Regions from separate parts of the Mus musculus genome. Here all the other regions are linked to region 3. Evidence: chromatin contacts called from public Hi-C and HiChIP or PLAC-seq data. All regions are on one chromosome and are shown on one strand. The core of a region is the stretch at or near the end of the contact, and the rest is flanking DNA. Distances in the headings are between cores, read along the strand shown.

The links. A called contact is a pair of places that touch in the nucleus more often than the background predicts. HiChIP or PLAC-seq counts read pairs in DNA pulled down with a chosen protein or histone mark.
Region 1: an H3K27ac HiChIP or PLAC-seq map of large pre-B cells shows a contact between it and region 3, with 4 times the contacts expected there. The contact joins two enhancer-like sites. A contact is called at or near these places in 2 of 484 Hi-C or Micro-C datasets (the 63-12 cell line and cerebral cortex) and 1 of 115 datasets of contacts at active chromatin or transcription factors (large pre-B cells).
Region 2: a Hi-C map of the Ba/F3 cell line shows a contact between it and region 3, with 1.7 times the contacts expected there. The contact joins two enhancer-like sites. A contact is called at or near these places in 2 of 484 Hi-C or Micro-C datasets (the Ba/F3 cell line and macrophages) and 1 of 115 datasets of contacts at active chromatin or transcription factors (stem cell-derived neural progenitor cells).

Annotation. Positions count from the first base shown.
Region 1 is chr1:21,938,520-21,942,334 of GRCm38.p6, reverse strand. All of the region lies in intron 1 of Kcnq5 (potassium voltage-gated channel, subfamily Q, member 5), which reads left to right. Among named protein-coding and RNA genes, the nearest start is that of Kcnq5, 22 kb to the left of the region's middle. Within about 2 kb of position 1,299, at least 16 of the 459 cell types and tissues checked have an H3K27ac peak or open chromatin away from gene starts, as enhancers often do.
Region 2 is chr1:21,828,479-21,831,926 of GRCm38.p6, reverse strand. The region is part of intron 1 of Kcnq5 (potassium voltage-gated channel, subfamily Q, member 5); the gene reads left to right. Among named protein-coding and RNA genes, the nearest start is that of Kcnq5, 130 kb to the left of the region's middle. Within about 2 kb of position 1,791, at least 92 of the 459 cell types and tissues checked have an H3K27ac peak or open chromatin away from gene starts, as enhancers often do. A contact at or near this core is called in the Ba/F3 cell line, where this site is marked.
Region 3 is chr1:21,552,636-21,556,196 of GRCm38.p6, reverse strand. All of the region lies in intron 2 of Kcnq5 (potassium voltage-gated channel, subfamily Q, member 5), which reads left to right. Among named protein-coding and RNA genes, the nearest start is that of Khdc1b, 170 kb to the right of the region's middle. Within about 2 kb of position 1,371, at least 35 of the 459 cell types and tissues checked have an H3K27ac peak or open chromatin away from gene starts, as enhancers often do. A contact at or near this core is called in the Ba/F3 cell line, where this site is marked.

The DNA of each region.
Region 1 (3,815 bases), core at 50-2,549, 390 kb before region 3:
AAATTTTCCATTAAATTTTATAATGCAATAACATTTTAAAAACTTACACTCAATAAGAACATTTATAGTGCTGATGTAAAACTCCAATTATATTTTATTCATGAATTACATGAATTGCACATTTCTTTTCTCATGGCATGGATAGGATAAACAACATTTTACAAGTTTGTTCCATCACCCTAAGTCCTCCTCCTTTGCCTCAATGTATATACTCATAGTCAAATCTTTATTTTTTTTTAATTTTTCATGAGGTCCCATGTACAAACAAAACCATATGATATGTGCATTAAGACAAACATCAATCTCTGGAACATTAGAAGGAAACCCAAGTTTCTGTAATTCGTAGGTAACTTTGAAAGTCCTTGACACAGAAGCGGTGTGGGGGAGCTCCGTAGCCGTGTGTCTTTTTTAGTTATGCGTTTCTGAAGGTGAAGTTTTCATGGTGTGCTTCTTTAGACAAGTGGGAGATTAATTCCTCTGACTCATTCTCTCCAACTTCAAGTCCCACTCTTATCTCCTTTCTTTCCCTAGCTCTGCCTCGCCTTCCTCGTGTCTCCTCTGCTCTTCCCCCTCACTTTCATGCCTTTCACAGAAAGCCAGTATTGTTCGGTGATAATCACCTAAAGTAGAGAAGTCTTCCAGTATACACAATTCATCCTTTGTCTTCATCCCTTATCTTATCCAACTTGAGCTTTCCTGGATCTTTCAGACTTAATGATACATCATCGCTCTCCACCTCTCCTCTTAGCCTGGCCACTGCCAGGGACCCTGAAGGTGACAACCACATTTGCTAATGTCAAATGTACTGCGTTCCTATGTGAGGTTAACCCTGAAGACAGAGATAATGCTGCTCCAGAGGAGAACGTTCAATCTGGAAAAAAAAAAAAAAAAAAAAAAAAAAAAAGGATTCAGTTTAGCCTCATGAATTCTGAACATGGGCACTGACAAGAAGCCCCAGCTGGCAAAGGTGTTTGTTGCTCAGACTGCTGGCTTTGGTTCTAGCACACACAATTAAAAAAATTCTTAAGAAGGAAGAAAAACATGTCTTAGTTTCCTTGTTTAAATGGACTGAGGATTCTGTGGGTCCTGCTGTACTTTCTTCCCCTCATGTGGTTCACAACACGTCAGATATGTTCTCAATTTCAACTGCTGATTTTATTCACAATCAAGCTCACATATCCATCGAGATGGGCATCACAGCAGCAGTGGCTTACAGTAGTTTGTCTATTCCACAACAGTGGCTCTATCTTCCTGTAAAAAGAGAGATGTGTCCCTTGGGCTTTCATCTCTGGCTTTCAGCTGCCACAATTTCTGAATCTTCCATGTCTTAGCCTGGGTGTGATGTTTCATAACCAACCTGCGGGCTGTCAGAATCAGTGAAGCAAGCCATTTTCTGCTTGTCTTAGAAACGCTGCATGCTTTCCCTCACCCCTTCTACTTTATTATTACTTGTTTTTCCTGTAAGGATCCTTCTTTGGAAAATAGATTTTTCTTCACTATGTATTATCTTCACCGCTGCAAATGTACCTTCAATTCTAATGTGAAATTTATATCTTTAAGGTGACTTTTCTCTCATTACTACTCAGTGAGGAGGGGCTAGAGGATGACATCTGAAAGGAGATACTAAGGAGTGACCCTTTCTAATTTTTTAAAGCATAATTTGGTGACATTTTAGCAACTATATTATTTTATAGTTGTGACTGTTAGTTTAGTAAAAATAATTATTTTAAGTTATTTCATTGGGGTCAGTCCCTGAATACTGTGCTTGCTAAAACAGTATTTTATTTTCAAAGTGTAAATATAAAAAAAAAAAAATAACACTCACACCACTTAATGTGAACGAACACAAAAGAGTGTGTTCTCTTGATAGACATCTGATGTCAAAGTAAGATATTTATATTTTATGTTTCCCAAAGCAGCTATTTCTACATATACCTTACAGAAATTATTATAGGATAAAATCAAAGTATAATTATTATTTACTTAATTCTGTGGTTAAAAATGTAAATTTGAACATTAGATTATTTCATATACATTTCTTTATCCATATAGTCAATAAATATTTGGAAGATTCTTCTTGCTTCATAAAGTAAAAATAACTACATCATCTTCATACTGAGACACTTTGAAACTCAACACAAATAATTCATGTAGAATTTAGTGCAATCTCTGGCATATGACAAGCACCCAGTGATCACTATTATGTCTGAGTACATGATATAAGCATAGTTTAGAATGAGGCTCTCATGAAAACGTAATAATAATTGATATTTAAATAATTAAATCTATGTGTGTGCTTGCTGAATTTATGTGTCCCATGTGCACACAAGAGCGCACATGGGGGAGAAGAGGGGCTGAGTTCCAAGAGACTGGAGATACAGGCAGTTGTGAGTTGTCATTAGATAGGTGTGAACAGAAAGGAAATAACTGGGGATAACTTAATGGTATTTGAGATCATGTGATGTAAGAAAAGAAGTGAAAGGAAGTTGGGGTTCAGGTTACTGGGAGAGGTTGGAGCTGTTGGGGTTACCTTGAATTTGAAGAGACAGAGTCTTTGTAGTGGAGATGTGCTAAGGCTCTCTTGTGCATTGAAATAGAATCCCCCATGTTCATTTTCATTGTAACCAACTATGTTCCAGATACAGTTAAGAAATATACAGGGGCTTTAAGTAAATCATCTGCCTGTCTCTTGCATGAGGCATGAAGAATTACAAAAAGAAATCAAGGCAGCAGCACAGGAGGCTTAAGGAATATCAAGAGCATGCTGAATTAGGCAAAAAGAACATGTCAAATAATTGTAGGTGTTGAGAAAAAAATACCTTTATAGGAACTAAATGTGTGATTTAGAGGTTAGAATCCTCCAGGTAATGAAGGTAACAGCAGATTATTTGCTGCCTCTATTTATTTATTACAGCTCTGCATCAAAATCATTACATAAGCCTACTTTCCTAGTATGTTATTTTTCCTAGTATGTTATATGAAAGGTATAGAAGTGGTGATTCTATGAATAACATAAATATAATTTTCTCTAAATATTAATTGAACATGCTAGAGTATTAAAATGGATCTGTAGGTTTTTTTTGTCATAATTTTTAGCAAATTTAAGAAGTTTGGATTCTTGTTATATTTAGTAGACAGAATCTGTTTTAATTTTAAGGAAAAGAAAACTGGGTTCTTTCTTTGTTGGCTCTCTTTGACCAAAATGGAAAATATGGAAGAAATGCCTACACATAAGCTGCAATGTGCTTTCAAACATTACCACTCAAAATCCAGCCTCCCACAGGTACCTCATATACCACCAGATTTAGTTCAAATATATGGTTTGGTCTTTAGGTTTTGCCTGTCTTTTTTACTTTTTATTCTTATTTTTATTTATTTATTTTTTACTTTCTCACATGTTTGGTTCTGCAAACCACATTTACAATCTCCAAATGCATGGATGAAATTATGTAAACAGCAGCACTGGTATGTTATCACCATGAGATAATTCCATAGATGTGTGAAGATTCTGGAGAAAGGGACAGGGACAGGGACAGAGATAAGGACAGGGACAGGGAGAGAGGAGATTGATAGGGCAAGGAAATGCTTGTGGAGAAAGTAGAATCAGGGGAGTGAGGAGTGGGAGAATGGGAGAATGAGGTCATCTTCCTGAGCAGCAGGAAGAGTGAACTGTGAGCAGATAAAAGCTTAGTTCATGCTGTTAGTAAGTAGTTATTCTCTTGACTGGAGGTTATGTCAAGACAGTAGATCCAGAAGTAAAGCATGGATGCCTGCCCTGTGTTTGTATGCTGAGAAACTTCTGATTTCTTTAGAGG
Region 2 (3,448 bases), core at 542-3,041, 280 kb before region 3:
CGTTATTATGCTTCTATATTTCCACCTGTTAAACTCTACATTAAGAGTTAAGAGCCAACTTGATAATACTATATAATCTTACATTTTATTTAATTCAATTTGTTATTTTTATAAGTAATTTTGTTACTGATCCTGATTTTCAGTTCTTCTTTATTTTATTAAGTGTCTGTCCTAACCTTTGACTGCCCATTTATTTATGTTATATATTATGTTATTTATTTTTATTTATCTATAGATAGTTTTATCATTTTAAAAATATAATAACCTGGTGTCTATAGTAAGAAGGCATGCCTGGGTCAAGTCTAGCTTGGCATTCCTTCTAACTTGCTTTATCTGACTTTAGTATCAGTTAGAAGATATAATAATTAAAACCAAGGAAAATAGACAGAAATCTCAGTGAATAATTATGAACACAGTCATTTAAGCTAGAAAGTGAGGAGAAGAGACCTTTGGCCTTCGAGAACTTTATGTTAGACAAAACACCCTAAAACCAAAGTAAAATATAGACACCACAGTTTTTCCTATTTCAAATTAGAACCTTGTTTGTCCAACCAGACACTAATTAATGAGAAACACCTCTAGCTGCATGAAATCCAATACCTTCGGAGAGAAATGACCTCCGTGCAGACATTCTTCCTTGAAGCTAAAGGGACGAGGTCTAGCTGCACAGACTATGGTCCATACATTTTAGGACATCAGTTTCATTCTTTCTGCTCTCTGTCTCTCTGTCATTCACATTATCACTAAATGGTTATTTTGGTGGAAAAAGGAATGCTCAATTCGAGATGGGTTCAGTTATGGTTAAGGAGGGCTATATATTATTAGTTCAGCTTCATACTACATCTGCCTGTTTAGTGTTTTTTAAAAACTTAGGTTCCACTATGGATCATGTAGAATACCGCAGGACACTGGTCTCTAGAAGAGGCATCCATTCCCAGATCACATGAATGCATACCTAGAGGACTGTGTTATATCAGTGTATAGATAGTCAGGCTTTCTAATTTACATGGTTTAATCCCAGCCCATCTCTCCCGCAGGTGCAAAATATCATGGTTTAAATGAAAATATCATTATTCCTGTGTTACTCATCTACTGCTTAAGAGATGGATGCCCTCCACGAGAGAGACCAGATAACTGGACATAACTACACACAGTATTTAAAATTCAGTGAAATGTAACCCTTAAATATGTCAGTCAAACTGAAATAGCTGATTAATTCCTATTAGTAGAATACTTGGCTCCTTATAGGAGAGACAAAGGAATATTACTTCACATACACAGGCACACAGGCCTTCTCTAGCCTCCCTTTTCCTTGTTCTACGGTGGGGAATCTCCGGCATATAATATGAGAAGAAACGAGGAGAAGTTGGACAGAAGGTACAGATATTACTGAACAGAACATACAGAAGCACTCAGCACTTGAGCCCCAGCGTAACGCAGAGGTCTTGAGAGAATGAGTTCATAAACGAACAGAGGAGGCAGCTGCTTTCCCAGTGCCAGTGCCATGCTTTCTCTCAGCGATGACAATGTGCACTGCTGGGCTTGGCCTGTAGTTGGTAACTTTCATTAATAAACCAAGTGCACCCATTCAGGAAGTACCGGGCAAGGCTCTAGGGGAAGAGATCCATTAGCATTCCACATTTATGTCGAAGAGATGGTGGAGCAAGGCCTCCTGGGTAAAGTCTTAGGAACAATTACAGCTAATTAAAAGGACAGTCCTATCAGCACCCAAACCATGTGGGAAAGGAGTTGGTGACTCAGCTTGTTATTTTGAGTCGAATCCATGCAAAGCCAAATACAGTTCTCAGAAGTCTGTCTATTAGTGTGTGTGAGGTGAGGGGCCAATCAACAGCTCAGCTTTGAAACAAAAGTGAAAGGCATTCGTAGTTACTTTCAGATCCTCTAAAAATAGCTACCATCCTCTGCCAAAGCTAATATAGACAGAATTCCCATGGAAACCCTGAGGACTACAAAGGGCAGATGTTAATTTTTTTCCCAGTTCCTATCGGTCAAATGGCTCCTGCCCGATATTTCTAATGTAGAAACATATAGAGTAAACCACAAAGGCACTGTGTTTATCAGCAGTCTGTGCGTGCTTCAAATGCTTTGCTAGAAACGTTTTAGGGAAAGAGGAGCCTGTGGCAACTTGCTTCATGTTGCCTGTTTGTGCTGGTGGTCGACTCTAGTCTACAACCAAATTTTTGCTTTTTATATTATCAGCACTGAGTATTTGTCTACCATGCATATCACAGTTCTTTGCATTGGTCTTTTTGAAGGTAGTACCTCTTTTGGGTGTGTTTATTAAGTCCTTGGGAGCTAAGAGAATTAAAGGCTGTAAGATCCAAATGGAATTTAACTGTGTGATGTTTACTTTTGAGCAGTCTAATTTTTCTTACTTTAAATTACAGGTAAAATTTCAAAAACTTAATTAAGAACTAAAATAATTGCTGTTGTATATTTCATTATTGAGATATACATTATTGTTGTATAAGATTCTTGGAGAATCTTATGATTGTGATTTAACAAATGCCAGAATAACAATTTTAACATTTTTAATGGTAAAATTGAAGAATAGAATAAAATTGCAAATTGTTTTGCAAATAGTTTTAGTATGGAATTAAATTGATTTAATAATGCTAATTTTAAAAGTAAAGTGTTAATTCTTCCATTTATTTTGCCCGTTTGTATTCTTCTTAGAAGTGTGTTTTCTAAGCTACATTATAATAATTAGCTTATCAATGTGCTCTTTAACAGGCTGCAAAGTCTTCCATATGGGTCACATGTAATCATCCTATACATAGCAAATTTGGAAGGTTAGAGTCATACTTTTGTAATTCTATAATTAAAGGATAATGAGTTTTCTTCAGTTCGTTTCCTTGCATAGTTAGTTATTTTACTCATAGTTCCTAAAGATAATTTTTCAGCAGCAACTGCAACTTTTTTTTAAATTTTATAGCAATTATGTCTTTAAATAAAATTGAGTTGCAAAGCACTAATATGTGACAGCTCAAAAAAAAAAAAAAAAAAAAGAAGCTATCCCAGTATGCTGCTTATTCAGAAACAAACCTAGAGTAAGAAAACCTCATGTTTCCACATTGTATTTTAAATTTTCTTTTTAAAATTTCTGTTTGTTTGAGTCTTTGTTTTCTCAGTGAGGCCCATGGAGGACAGGTTATGGGTCCCATATGTGGCTCACTGCTACAGCTCTGTTAGGGCAATAGCCAAGAAATGCATCCCTTACTCTACTTTTTAGTTCTTATAAATCTAAAAATAGATAGCTCAGTGGGTAAAATAATTGCCGTGAAAACTGGCAGACCCAAGTTCGAATCTCCAATTTACATAAAAGCCAGCATGAGTGTTCATGTCCATAATTTTGGTGCTTATACAGCAAGACAGGAGACAAAGATAAGATAAATCTCTGGAGGCTCACAAGCCAGCTAGACTGGTT
Region 3 (3,561 bases), core at 122-2,621:
CTCAGCCTGCAAGCTAGGTAAGAATAGGGATTCTATGTAACAGTCTATATATACCCTAGTGTATACCACATCGACTTGTTTGTAGAGGGTACACGGTAAATGTGTGAAAACGAAATGTTCTGACCATTCAATCTGAAAACAAATCAGTATGTACCTCTACTTTGTCTATATGGCATTTGTCACTGTTTGCTTTTTTTCTTGCTATTTTGTCATTGCTTCTCAATATTGATTTCTGACATCTGGGGTGTAAGCTTCCCAAGAGTGTATCTTTGTTTTATTTATAGCTTTAGTCTATGTTCAGAACAAAGTAAGTACTCTATGGCTGGAACAAAAGAAATTTGAGATAAACCTTTCAACTACATGAAATGGGTGACTAGATCCAGGGTTTGCTTTCCTGTCCTAGTGTCAAGCTTTTAAATAAATCACTATACAAGCTCAGTTCTTCCTGAACACATTAAAATATGCTGGTTCCAATTAATCTTGTAATTTAAACACTATTAAATTCCGAAACAAATTTTCACTAATTTTAGAAGGACAACAAGACAAAATAATTGAGTATTATAAGTATAACTGAGTATTATAGAGTATAGCTTTCAAAATATAAAATAAAATGAATCTTTGTTAATTTTTGCTCCTTTTAACTCGTTTTCAGTTTTCACTTTCTTTTGAGTTCTACGTCACTTCTGAATCTTAGGTACTCATGTATTTACATTATTTTCACTAGTAGTATTATCAAATATCAAAGCTTCATTAACCCTGAAGAATAATAGTATGATATGTGTCTGAAGCCACCAGTAAAAATGGATAGTTTCAGATTAAATATTAATATAATTTAAAGTCATTTAGCAATGAGAGTCATTCAGTAATGATATCTGGGGGGAGGGGCAAGGAGAGAGTCCCACATAGCATCCTATAATACCATTTGAGATCAACAGAACCTAAAGAAACTAAGATGAGTTCTTAATGCTCCTCTCTCTGATCTCATGGCAATTTCATTGGGTTTAACACACACATTTTTAGGCATGCATTTGACTTTTCTTGAGTTTCTACTCCATTCTAGATGCAGTGTTCTATTTCACCCTTGATTTTATTCAGGACTGATTTCATTAAATGAGAGAGCTAAAAGTAAGTGGAATTAGAAGTTCCATGATTCACAAAGATGATAGGATAAAAAGGGAACCTGATTAAAACAGAGGAAATGATTCAGTCTCTACTAGGGGATTGGAAAAAAACGTCCACAGGTGATAGTGACATTTAAACTAGACCGACAAGACAAAAGTTGTCGTTAGGCTGACGAAGTTCTAGGGAAGTGGTGGTTGAACAAAAGAACCTCAGAGGAATTTGTAACGGGGCTTTGAACTTATTTGTTTAAGTAGAGTAGTTCCTCTTTTTCTGTGGCTTTTATTATTTGTGCCCAATTGCATTCTGAAACTGTGGGATATGCTTCCCGTGTTTTAGAGTGCATACCATTCTGCATTTATGATAAAACCTCCCCCTGTGCCACTGACCCATCTGGGCCATGAGTCACCCACTTGTCAACAGGTATCTGCTCTGGGTGTGCTACCCTCTCATTGGTAATTTTGTATCCCTCTTTAGTGAAGATCCATTGCCATGGTATTATAAGACTTTTAGTCAGTTAACCCCTATTTTGTATAACTGTGTCCCTAAAACAAAAGAATAATGTTGCAGGAAATGAGTATATGTCAAGAAGAAACTGTGAAGTACTTCCCATAACGGAAAGGGTGAACATTCCCAATTTAATAAGAAAAGAAGGATTATATGTTGAGCTCATTATACCATTCATTATAATTCATCCTTTCTGAAAATAGAAAAGCACACTGAAAGTAGAGAGAAAAGTAATTACAGAATAAGACACTTTTTTTTTAAAGGAAGCTGGGGCTGGAGGATAGCCCAGCAGTTAAGAGCACTGGCTACTCTTCCAAACCTGGGTTTGATCTCAGTACCCACATGGCAGCTCACAACTGTCTGTAACTCCTGTTCCATGTGATCCACTGCAATATTCTGGCCTCTGCAGGTACCATGAATGTACATGGTACACACACAGACATGTAGGCACAACATCCATTTACATAACATAATGTTTTTTTAAAAAATTAAAGAGGGTAGAAGACAGAATCATATTTCTGTAACTATTATCACAGAATATTGTTATAATTTCTTATTAATTTTTAATTTTATTGTGTCTAATTTATAAATTTATCTTTAACTTAGGGCTGTGGATACAAAAGCCTAGTTTACAGAAGACTTGGTGCTATCTGAAGTTTTAGGCATCACCTAGGAGACTTAGAATGTCTTCCCCTTGGAGAAGATTTTGGAGTTTGTACTGGCAATGACAGACATCAACAGGAGCTCTTTTTTTTTTTTAACTGAAAATGTCTTTAATTTTTTATAGATATTTTCTTTATTTACATTTAAAATGTTATCCCCTTTCCTAGTTTCCCCTCTGAAAATCCCCTATCCCCTCCCCCACTCCCCTGCTCCCCAACCTACCCACTCCCATTCCTGGTCCTGGCATTCCCCTATACTGGGGCATAGAGCTGTCACAGGACTCTTTAAGTAGTATCATAAGCTGATCAAATTTTACTTTGAGTGTGATAACTCTGACTCTATCCTGGAGGAAAGATGAAATGGCAAAGGACCACGGGAAGGCAGACTTGTAAGAAGGTTGCTTCAATGCCCAGGGTTGTGTGCAAAGCATCTTAAGTAAGGCAAAGAAAATAGAGGGGAAAGGACAAAATCAGCAGACTGCTCTGAGGCCAAGCCAGTATGTGAGGTCCTTTGAGATGAGAGGCCAGAAGTGAGCATCTCAGACCTTACAACCTAATAAGACTGAGAGCATGAGGCCTCAGGCAAGTTCAGAAACTCATTTTCCAACATCTCTCCTATTACACATAGCCTTAACACATTAGAATTTAAACCTAGAATATGATTTAACACCTACATTGTCTTTACTATTCCTGACACTGGATGTTCTAGAATATCAGCTTCTACACAGCCCTCATCCAAAAATCTCGCTCCTGCATGGCAGAAACAATGTTGGGAATGGGCCCTTTTTCCTTTGAAGGAGTTACGGTTGGTTCCTTTTCTGAAGACTCACTGAAAGTAGTATTTTTAAAACCAAATTTGTATAGCTTGGTGAAACTTGTTGTTTTCTCTAAGTCAAGATCCAAAGCCATGAAACTTTACAGGAAGTTATGTGCACCTCTGCCTACCCATTTTCTTGCAGAAACAAGAGATGGAATGATTCAGAAAAAAGGAACCCAAAAGGCTGAGTCACTTTTATCTACATAAATATGCAACTCATGTGGGATCGGAGGCTTTGCAGCAATCTAGCATTGACCTTCAGAAGAGTCATTTTTCCTTCTGACAAGACTCTAAGCTACAGTAGGTAACATCCTGCCCTCTTCAGAACCACTCAACTAAGCTGTTGTGAACTAGCTAAAATAGGTCTGTGTACCTGGGCAACTGATACCACTGCAGTAATGCAGTCATTGCACCAAGAAACTGCCTCCTGAAGACAGAATGATCAGATAACAGTTA